Linked DNA regions of Mus musculus: region 1 is linked to region 2. A link is a contact called in public Hi-C data. All regions are on one chromosome and are shown on one strand. Each heading gives the region's core, a stretch centred on a gene start, on an enhancer-like site or on the middle of the called end of the contact. The rest is flanking DNA. Distances are from core to core; before and after follow the strand shown. Region 1 overlaps Arid4a (AT rich interactive domain 4A (RBP1-like)). Region 2 holds the start of Pole2 (polymerase (DNA directed), epsilon 2 (p59 subunit)).

Region 1 (4,685 bases), core at 2,147-4,646, 1.8 Mb before region 2:
AGGGCTCCGGTTCAGGTTTGTCAGCAGCAGTGGCAAGCACCTTGACCTACTGACCATCTTGCCAGGCCCAAGAATGTAATGTTAGAAATAACTTGGGGGCAGGGAGACTGGAGAGACAGCTTAGCAGCTGAGAGGGTGCAGATGACACAGGCTCTGTCCCTGGCAACTACATGATGGCTCACAATTGTCTGTAACTTCTATTCCAGGGAATCTGACCCCTTCTTTTGGCTTCACAAGGGCCAGCCACCCTGTTGGTACACAGACATACACGGAAGCTAAACACCCCATACATAAAGAAATCAAATCAAATAAATTTAAAAATTTTTCTGGATCTGCTAATGTTTCATATGGATTATGTTTTACAAGAAATAGCTCAATTTCTAATAGCTCCCATTACTAATAAATTACAAAATTTATTTCATTATTTTTTAGCATATTGGCTTTCTAGATATTAACATGCTCACTAGGTAATAAAAATTAATAATGAAATATAAGTTAAAATAGTATCACTTTAAAAATTAGAGCTTATTCAAACCTAAATAAGATATTTTATCACATTTATTCATTTGTGAGGAAGGGTACACATGTATCCTAGCATCCTATGAAGGTCAGATGGCAACTTGCTACCATTTTCTCTTTCCTCATGTGGCCCTGGGATCAAACTCAGGCCACAGGCTTGTGCTTGGCATAAGCATCTCTACAGGTGCAACTATCTTCCTGGCTCAAGACTTGATTTTTTATCCAAAACAGTAACATTTATGGATGTATGGTCTGTTCTTTTCATTTTTTTCAGATAGGGACTCCTAATAGCCCAAGTTCGCGTCAACTTTACTACATAGCCAAGGATGACTGAACTCTGTACTCTCCTCCCTCTGGCACAGTGCAGTTTGTTTAATTGGTGGTGAGTATTTTTGTTTCTTTCTTTTGAAACAGGATCTTACTATGTATCATTAACTAGCTTGGAAATGACTATGTAGACCAGGCTGGCCTCAAGCCCACAGATGTTTGTCTCCCTCTGTCCCCTGAGTGCTGGGATTGAAGGGACAAGCCACTGATTTGGTTTTTGTTATTTTTCCATTGTGTGTGCACATGCATGCACTCACAGAGAGACCAGAGGCGTCAGTCCTGTGGGTGCCCTACACTCTGGTCCTCTGCAGGTCACTGTGCTCTGAGGTCACTGAAGCAGCACTCCAGACCTTCATCTAAGACACCTCAGTACGCATCTGCTTTAAAATCTGGCGGTTAGAAACCACCTAAGATCTTTTTTAACAGGGCATGAACAATTTTCAGTTTGTCATTGAAAAGAAAACTTTTAATCTAGCCTTTGAAAGTAAAAAATGCCTTAGCAGTGTGCTTAGTGAGTAATTTTTGAGTACTGTAGTCGTGGTTTGTATTTTAAAAACTCAAGCTGGGTAGCACACTTCTAAAGTTGCTGAGACAGACTTACTCATGATACTCTTAATCCTTAACAAACCCAGAGTCCTGGACGTTGTAGGCAAAAGTGTGTCTCAGACACTCACTCACACTCTGGCTCCCAACTCCATTCTTTGTAACTAAGTTTCATTCATTCAGTTTATTATTATAACAATATACACTTTATAACTATCATGTTCAATACCACAGAGCCAGATTTTTATTTATTTATTTATTTATTTATTTATTTACTTACTTACTTACTTACTTACTTACTTACTTATTTTTTGAGACAAGGTTTCACTATGTAAACCTGGCTGGCCTCAAACTCAGAGGTCTGCTGGCCTCTGTTTCCAAAGATTCAAGTTGTGCGACACCACACTGCACTGGGTTTTTAGATACTCTTATTGATTACTGTTTGGTTTTTGGCAGGTCTCATCTGCCCAGAACCTTGTAGGTAATGGAGGATGACTCTGAACTTACACTACTCTCCTAATTGTTAAGATCACAGACATGGATGGCCACACTTTGGCTTCAGAGACAAATACAGGTCTTGTGAGTACTAGGTACTAATAACTGTCAGACTAGTAAGAGTCGCTGTGCTTCACACAGAGGGGCAAATCTAAGACATACAAGAAAGAACACAACAGGGGGATGACCCATTGGTACACCAGGCACAGGACAGTGCCAAAGGCAGGAAAATTAGCCCTACTCAGCTAGAAGAGGTGTGGTAGTCAAGTCCTGAGATGTAAATAAATAGAAGTCCAAGTCTCATCACATCACCTGGGAGCTACTCTAATGGCCTCCATATTGATTTCTGTAAACAGTCTTATGAATATTCCCAAACATGCAGCACAAATACCATTCCTTTTCAGAACTATCTGCAGAATTATCCCTGAGTTTTAGGTGACCCTTGGAAGGCCCTTCTGCTTCAAGGGTCAATGATATTTGCAGTTGCATCCTATTCTCCCCCTCCTCTCTCTCACCATCGGTCAAAGAGGATTTTTGTGAGACAACTACACCTAAGCAGTCTCCGACCTCTCATAAAAGACCCTCTGTGACCATCTGTCCCTTCTTCTGTGCCATGAAACCGCCATTTCTACAGCGTTAAACATCTAAGGGTGGAGATCCTTCCTTTCTATTACTTCCTTAGTTTACTTTATGTACCAGTACTAAAAAATTACTACCACTTTTTTGGGGAGACAGGGGGTTTCAAGTCAGAGTTTCTCTGTGTAGCCCTGGCTATCCTAGGACTTATTCTGTAGTCCAGGCTGGCCTCAAACTCAGAAATCTGCCTCTGCCTCCTGAGCACTGGGATCAAAGGCGTGCGCTGCTACACTGGGTTTAAAGAATGAGTCTATAACTCCCAACATAGTCTGCTTTATGTGTAGAGCGCATGTTCTTGGGAGTCACAATGAAAAGCCCACACTTGCCTGTCTTCTGAGGAATTTACAGTCAAGGCAAAGCAAGCTCACTCCTGTCCTCAGGTAACACTCATTAACTCAGGGTGGAGTAAAGGCGCACAAATTGAAGAAGTTAGCTTAGGCGTAGTAAGGAAAGTAGCTGGGTGGAAGAGTGCCTGCCTAGCATGCCTGGGCCAATGGTGTCTGGGAGGTGAAGTTCAAGGTCATCCTAGGCGGACTGGCAAATTGGAGGCCAGCCTGAAATATGTAAAACCCTGCCTCAAAATAAAAAAGCTGGGGCTTGGGCTGGATACATGGCTCAGCGGTTAAGAGCACTGACAGCAGCTCTTCCAGAGGTCCCGAGTTCAAATTCCAGCAACCACAAGATGGCTTACAACCATCTGTAATGGGATCTGATGCCCTCTTCTGGTGTGTCTGAAGACAGCTACATATAAATAATAAATAAAACTTAAAAATAAAAAAAGCTGGGGCTGAAAAAATGGCTCAGTGGTTAAGAGCACTGACTGCTCATCCAGAGATCCTGAGTTCAATCCACAGCAACCACATGGTGGCTCACAACCATCTGTAATGGGATCCGATGCCCTCTTCTGGCACACAGACATTCATGCAGATAGAGCACTCAGATGCTTTAAAAATAAAAAAATAAAATAAGAAAGTGGAAGGGAGCTTATGGTGAAGGAGTCTTAGATATTCATTAAAAGAATTTGAAGGGGGGCAGTGGTGGCGCACGCCTGTAATCCCAGCACTTGGGAGGCAGAGGCAGAAAGATTTCCGAGTTCGAGGCCAGCCTGGTCTACTGAGTGAGTTCCAGGACAGCCAGGGCTACACAGAAAAACCCTGTCTCAAAAAACCAAAAAAAAAAAAAAAAAAAAAAAAGTGAAATTAGTTGATGAAGCAGACTCAGTAAAACTAGATTAATTAACTGAAAGATCAAGGTTTTGTATATCGCATGTGTGTGTGGTGCATGCACACAGATGTGTGGGTGCATATGAACACATTGATGCATGTGCTCATGCACATAGGGATGCAAAACACGGGAACAGATGTCTTCTGTCACTCTCCGACACTGCACTGCGCTGAGACAAGGTCTCTCGCTTAACTGAAGCTTGCTTCTTTGGCTAGGCTGGCTGGACAGCGTGGTTTTGACTCTGTTGTCTGGGCACTCAACCCCAGGCTATGCCTGGCTCCTTACATAGGCACCGGAGTCCCCAAGCTCTCCTGCTTGCAGGGCAAGTGCTCTTACCAGTGTGCTTGTTCCCTGCCCCACCCCCAGTGTCTTGTTTTGTTATTGAGACCAAGTTAGTCTCCACCTCCTGGGCTGAAGCACACTTCCTGTTTTGGACTCTAGAGAAGCTGAGACTACAGCCCTGAAGCACCACATCTGACCAAGTTGTTGGGATTACTGTGAGATAAATCGATTATTTTTAAATGGTTCTACCTAAAAACTTAGTTCTAGATAATTAGCTGAATGTAATAAAGAAAGAATTAAGAAGCCAGATGTGGTGGCTCACACCGTGATCCTACACCTGAAGAGACTGAAGCAGGAGGATTGTTATGAATCTGAGGCCAGCCTGGGCCACACAGTAAGTTCCGGGCCAGCCTGGACTATCCAGTAAAACAAACAAAACAGCCATAAAGAATATTGAGGACTTGACCTACAGGAACTGAAGCGGTGAGGCGATAAACAGGGCAGAATGAAGAACACATCTGAGGGGAAAACCTGAAAGGTCAACAAACAGATAACAGAAGGAAAGCCAAAGAAAGACAATGGCCATGTGAGTGGGCCTGTCTTAATATTAAATTACAATTACATCTTCGTTAGATTTATAATACTTCCAAAATATTTTA
Region 2 (4,298 bases), core at 1,710-4,209:
GTTTGCGTGGTGGGTAGTTTATCAACTGAGCCACCACTCAGCCTCTCAGGTGCTTTTATAAAGCTGTAAAACAGTGATTTTTTTTGCATCACTTCATCTATATAATGAAAACTTTTTAGTGGAAATAGGCACGATAACAAAGCAAGGCTCTGGGTCACCATGACATCTCTGCACTTTGGTTATCTGTCTTTACTGTTCTTAAGGTGATAGATAACCTTGGTGGAGATATCTGGAGGTGAACTATCCTTCATACCAGTGAATGTCAATTGGCCTTGGGATCCACAAGCTAAAGGACTACTGAAAAGGGTATTAGCAAGGTCAACTGCAATACAGAGAGATACCAGCACGTACCAACTACTATGTCAAAAGAGCGATGTGGGGTACAATGGTCACTTCTACTCAATTCTCTAGAATCCACTCTCACTCTCCAGGAGCCATCTTGATCTTTACCCCGTCTAGCTGTTTAAAGGGTTCTGTGATTTCATCGTAGCCCCTGGGCAGTCTGTACTGTTTGACGTTCATAGACCAGGTCAAGATAGGCAGCTTTACAGGCTCCTGTCTCACCTAAGCACCTAGGACCACCTTTACAGTTTGCACTCTCAGTACAGCTCTCCAATGCTGGTGTGCAGGGTATGTCCAAGTAATATGCTCACCCAGGACATACTCTTGCAGTGGAGAAATGCATATACTATACCCCCGAGAGAGCGGGGCATAATCGCCACCCAGGACAAGTTTAATCTTTTTTTTTTTTTTTTGGCTTTTTGAGACAGGGTTTCTCTGTATAGCCTTGGCTGTCCTGGAACTCACTTTGTAGACCAGGCTAGCCTCGAATTCAGAAATCCGCCTGCCTCTGCCTCCCGAGTGCTGGAATTAAAGGTGTGTATACCACCGCCCGGCTAAGTTTAATCTTTTTAAGTGTGTGTGTGTGTGTGTGTGTGTGTGTATGTGTGTTGTATGTGCCAGTACAGCATACATGTGGAGGTCAGAGGACACACTGGAGTCTTTCCTTGTCGTCTACCTCGATTCAGTTCAGACAGGGTCTCTTAGTTTTTCACTGTTGCTGGCCCATGAGCTTCCAAAATTCCTGCTGTCTCTGTCTTCTATTAGGCTATAGGAATGCTGGGATTGATGATTCTCAGCACCACATCTGGAATTATGTAGGCTCTGGGGATTAGAACTCAGGTCCTCAGGCTTGCATGGCAAGCACTTTTACTTATGGAGTCATGGCAACAAATGGCAGAATCAGGAAGCTGAGAGCTCCTGTCTTCAAATGCAAGCACAAAGCAGAGAAAAAGAGCTGGAAGTGGGGTGATGCTATACAATCTCAAAGCCTACTGTCTGAGTTAGAGTTTTACCGCTGAGAACAGACACCATGACCTAGGCAACTCTTGTAAGGACAACATTTAATTGGAGCTGGCTTACAGGTTCAGAGGTTCAGTCCATTATCATCAAAGCAGGAGCATAGCAGTGTGCAAGCAGGCATGGGACAGGAGGAGCTGAGGGTTCTACATCTTGTTCTGAAAACAAATAGAAGACTGGCTTCCAGGGAGCTAAAAGGGTCTCATTGCCCACCCACACAGTGACACACTTCCTCCAACAAGGCCATACCTATAGTCCAACAAGGCCACACCTCCTAATAGTGCCCCTTCCTGGGCTAAGCATATTCAAGCCACCACAGCTGCTCCAGCACAACTGCACCACCTGAATCTCTCCAAACAGCGCCACCAACTGGGAACCAAGTGTTTACACACCAGAGCCTACGGGAGACATTTTTATTCAAACCACCACAGCTGGGATCTCTCTTTGTTGTCTAGTTTAACTTTTCAAAAGTTTTGAAATGCAAAATCAAGCAAATATACACATGCATTCTTTTTACTGTTTTCCTTTTCAGAAAGATCTTAAATATACGCCCCAGAGATAATTGCTTATACCGTTGTAGAAATCATTCAAGTTTTTGGCTTATTTGCCTCTCCCACTCCCACTAAGCCTCAGGTATCTTAGGCTTGCTTTGAACTTGCTGTGACATCAAAGATGGCCTTTGCCTCCTGAATCCTTGCACCTCCCCGTTCTGAGGCCTGGGATTATAGATCTGTGGTCTTATGCCCAGAGCTTTCTTGTGTCCTGTAAAGTTGCATGCTTATTTATAAACAGCCAATTGATTATTCATCTCAACAGCACAAGTATATGTGTGTGTGTGCGTTTGTGTGTGTGTGTGTGTGATGGATGGATGGATGGATTTTTATATAAGGTCTCACTGTGATTCACTGACTGGTCTGGAACTCATTCTCTAGAACAAGTTGCCCAGGTGTTTACAGAGATCCCCCTGCCTCTGCCTTCTGAGTTCTTGGATTAAAGGCATGTGCCATCACACTCAGCAAGAGGGAACATTTTAAGATGTGCTCTACTGAGTCTACTTGTAGGACTGAGAATAACGATTCAAGAGCAGCTCCACCGCACTGGCAATTCACCTCATACCAACCATTTATAATCTTGGGTTTGTTACTCCACCAGTAAAAAAAAAAAAAAAGAAGGTATGTCATGAAAAAAGTGGGACTGCTAAATGATGACAGCGGATCGTGGAGAGGCCCTCAACTAAAACTGGTCGGATGGGAGTGATCGAAAACGGTGAAAACACAGTATTTCCTGAGCATGTGTAGAACCGGGAAACAACGGCTCTACAACTCTCATAGCCCTGGAAGGGAAGACTCTGGGTGCAGGAAGCTTGGGTAGAGTCAGAGTAGAAGAGGGTAGCTGAGTGTCCGGGAAGCTGAGTGTTCAGAAAATGCTTTTGGGATAAAGGAAGCTTGTTCCCACTCTGACCACTCCTACTTCACTCCCTAGGCAGGGTCTGAGATTCCCAGAGGCCCTGCAGTTAGTAAGGCCAAAAAAATCCATTTCACCAGCCCAAGAATATAAGGGCGGGACAAGGGGTGTGTCTATTCCAGGAGGGGGCGGGGCGTCGGCGGTGGCGCCAAATCGCGAACATGGCGCCGGAGCGGCTGCGGAGCCGCACGGTCTCAGCTTTCAAGCTGCGGGGCTTGCTGCTCAGGAGGTGAGTCTCGAGGTAACCTGACCCGCCGCAATGCCCTATCTAGAACATTCTGTCATAAGAGGCGATGTCTCTCCGGTGCATTTGAGGCTGCAGAGCCTACCTGGGTTTCCGCGATCCTGGCGCCGGGTGCGAATGTTACTTCCAGGCTGGGCGGAGCTGCGCGCTGACGCCGAACTGAGCGGGGAAGTTGGGGGCGTGCTGGCTTCTGATCAACGGAGGTCCCCGCCTCTGCAGAATGGGAATCATTACAGTGTTACTTCTGGAAGTTACAGAGAGACGTGTCAGAGAAGGAGAGACATGGGTGAATCCATATGCGTGTCTGTTGGCGATTTATATTGTAGAGTATGAGTCTTCCAAACCCGTCTCTGTGTGGAATTTTCATTATTGCCTGGAGAAGTAAAATTTGGATAGATTTTAAACGTGTTTTTAGTTTGGCTTTTTTAGATTTCCTAGTTTACAATTTGCCCCCAAAGGAGGTTTTCCTGGCTGTAGTGTGTCTTTTCAGTCTTTAAAAATGAACATATCCAAGAAATCTCATATTACAATTTACATTTTATAATACACTTTCCGTTTAAGTACCTGCTGAGATCCGTATAGCTTTCTGAGTCAGAGTGTGAATGTTTTGTTTTCGTAACTGTGAACTTTATGAACCTTTTAGCTTTACGTTTTGCCCAGGAGTGTCCAAGGGTCAACCTGGGTCTACCCAGGGAGAAAGTGATGAATTTAATTTGGTTAATTCCTGACATTTGGAGAGAGGATTAATTGAGCAATAGCTTTTCCTTTCCTTTCCCTTAAAATGTACTATTATAAAGCTGTTGGAAGCTCATTAATTGATTCATTGAGATATACACTCAAGTCTTTTAGCCTCAAAGCACCGTGTGTGGAATTAAACGCCATGGGACTTTTCCTGTGGGAAGACAGTGTGTTATCTAGTGCTGTGTAGTAGATTACCCTCTGATTTAGAGACTCAATGGCACTCATGCCTGCATTCACTGTGGGCCAGCTATCCAGCACAACTTTAATCCCAGCACTCTGGAGGCAGAGGCAGGTGAATCTCTGTGAGTTCCAGGACAGCCAGGGCTATGCAGAGAAACTCTGTCTAGAAAATCAAACAAAAACTTAACTCAGAGTTTCGGCTTTGAGTCTCATACACTCCAGTCAGGACAGGGTCATCTCACATGTCCAGTGTACCCATCTCATTTAGATTTTTTTAAAAACGATTTATTTATTATTATATCTAAGTACA

What was found. Hi-C and Micro-C count contacts between places; a contact is called where the count stands out from the background.
Region 1: a contact with region 2 is called in a Hi-C map of B cells, with 5 read pairs. The contact joins the enhancer-like site here to the promoter of Pole2 in region 2. A contact is called at or near these places in 1 of 484 Hi-C or Micro-C datasets (B cells), 1 of 115 datasets of contacts at active chromatin or transcription factors (embryonic stem cells) and 1 of 9 other capture datasets (liver).

Annotation. Positions count from the first base shown.
Region 1 is chr12:71,040,037-71,044,721 of GRCm38.p6, reverse strand. The region is part of intron 8 of Arid4a (AT rich interactive domain 4A (RBP1-like)); the gene reads right to left. Among named protein-coding and RNA genes, the nearest start is that of Arid4a, 26 kb to the right of the region's middle. Within about 2 kb of position 3,396, at least 74 of the 459 cell types and tissues checked have an H3K27ac peak or open chromatin away from gene starts, as enhancers often do. A contact at or near this core is called in B cells, embryonic stem cells and liver, where this site is marked.
Region 2 is chr12:69,226,851-69,231,148 of GRCm38.p6, reverse strand. It overlaps Pole2 (polymerase (DNA directed), epsilon 2 (p59 subunit)), which reads left to right and starts at 2,959. Exons shown (of 19, transcript NM_011133.2): 1 at 2,959-3,052. The coding sequence starts at 2,985. It also overlaps a transcript of Klhdc1 not described here.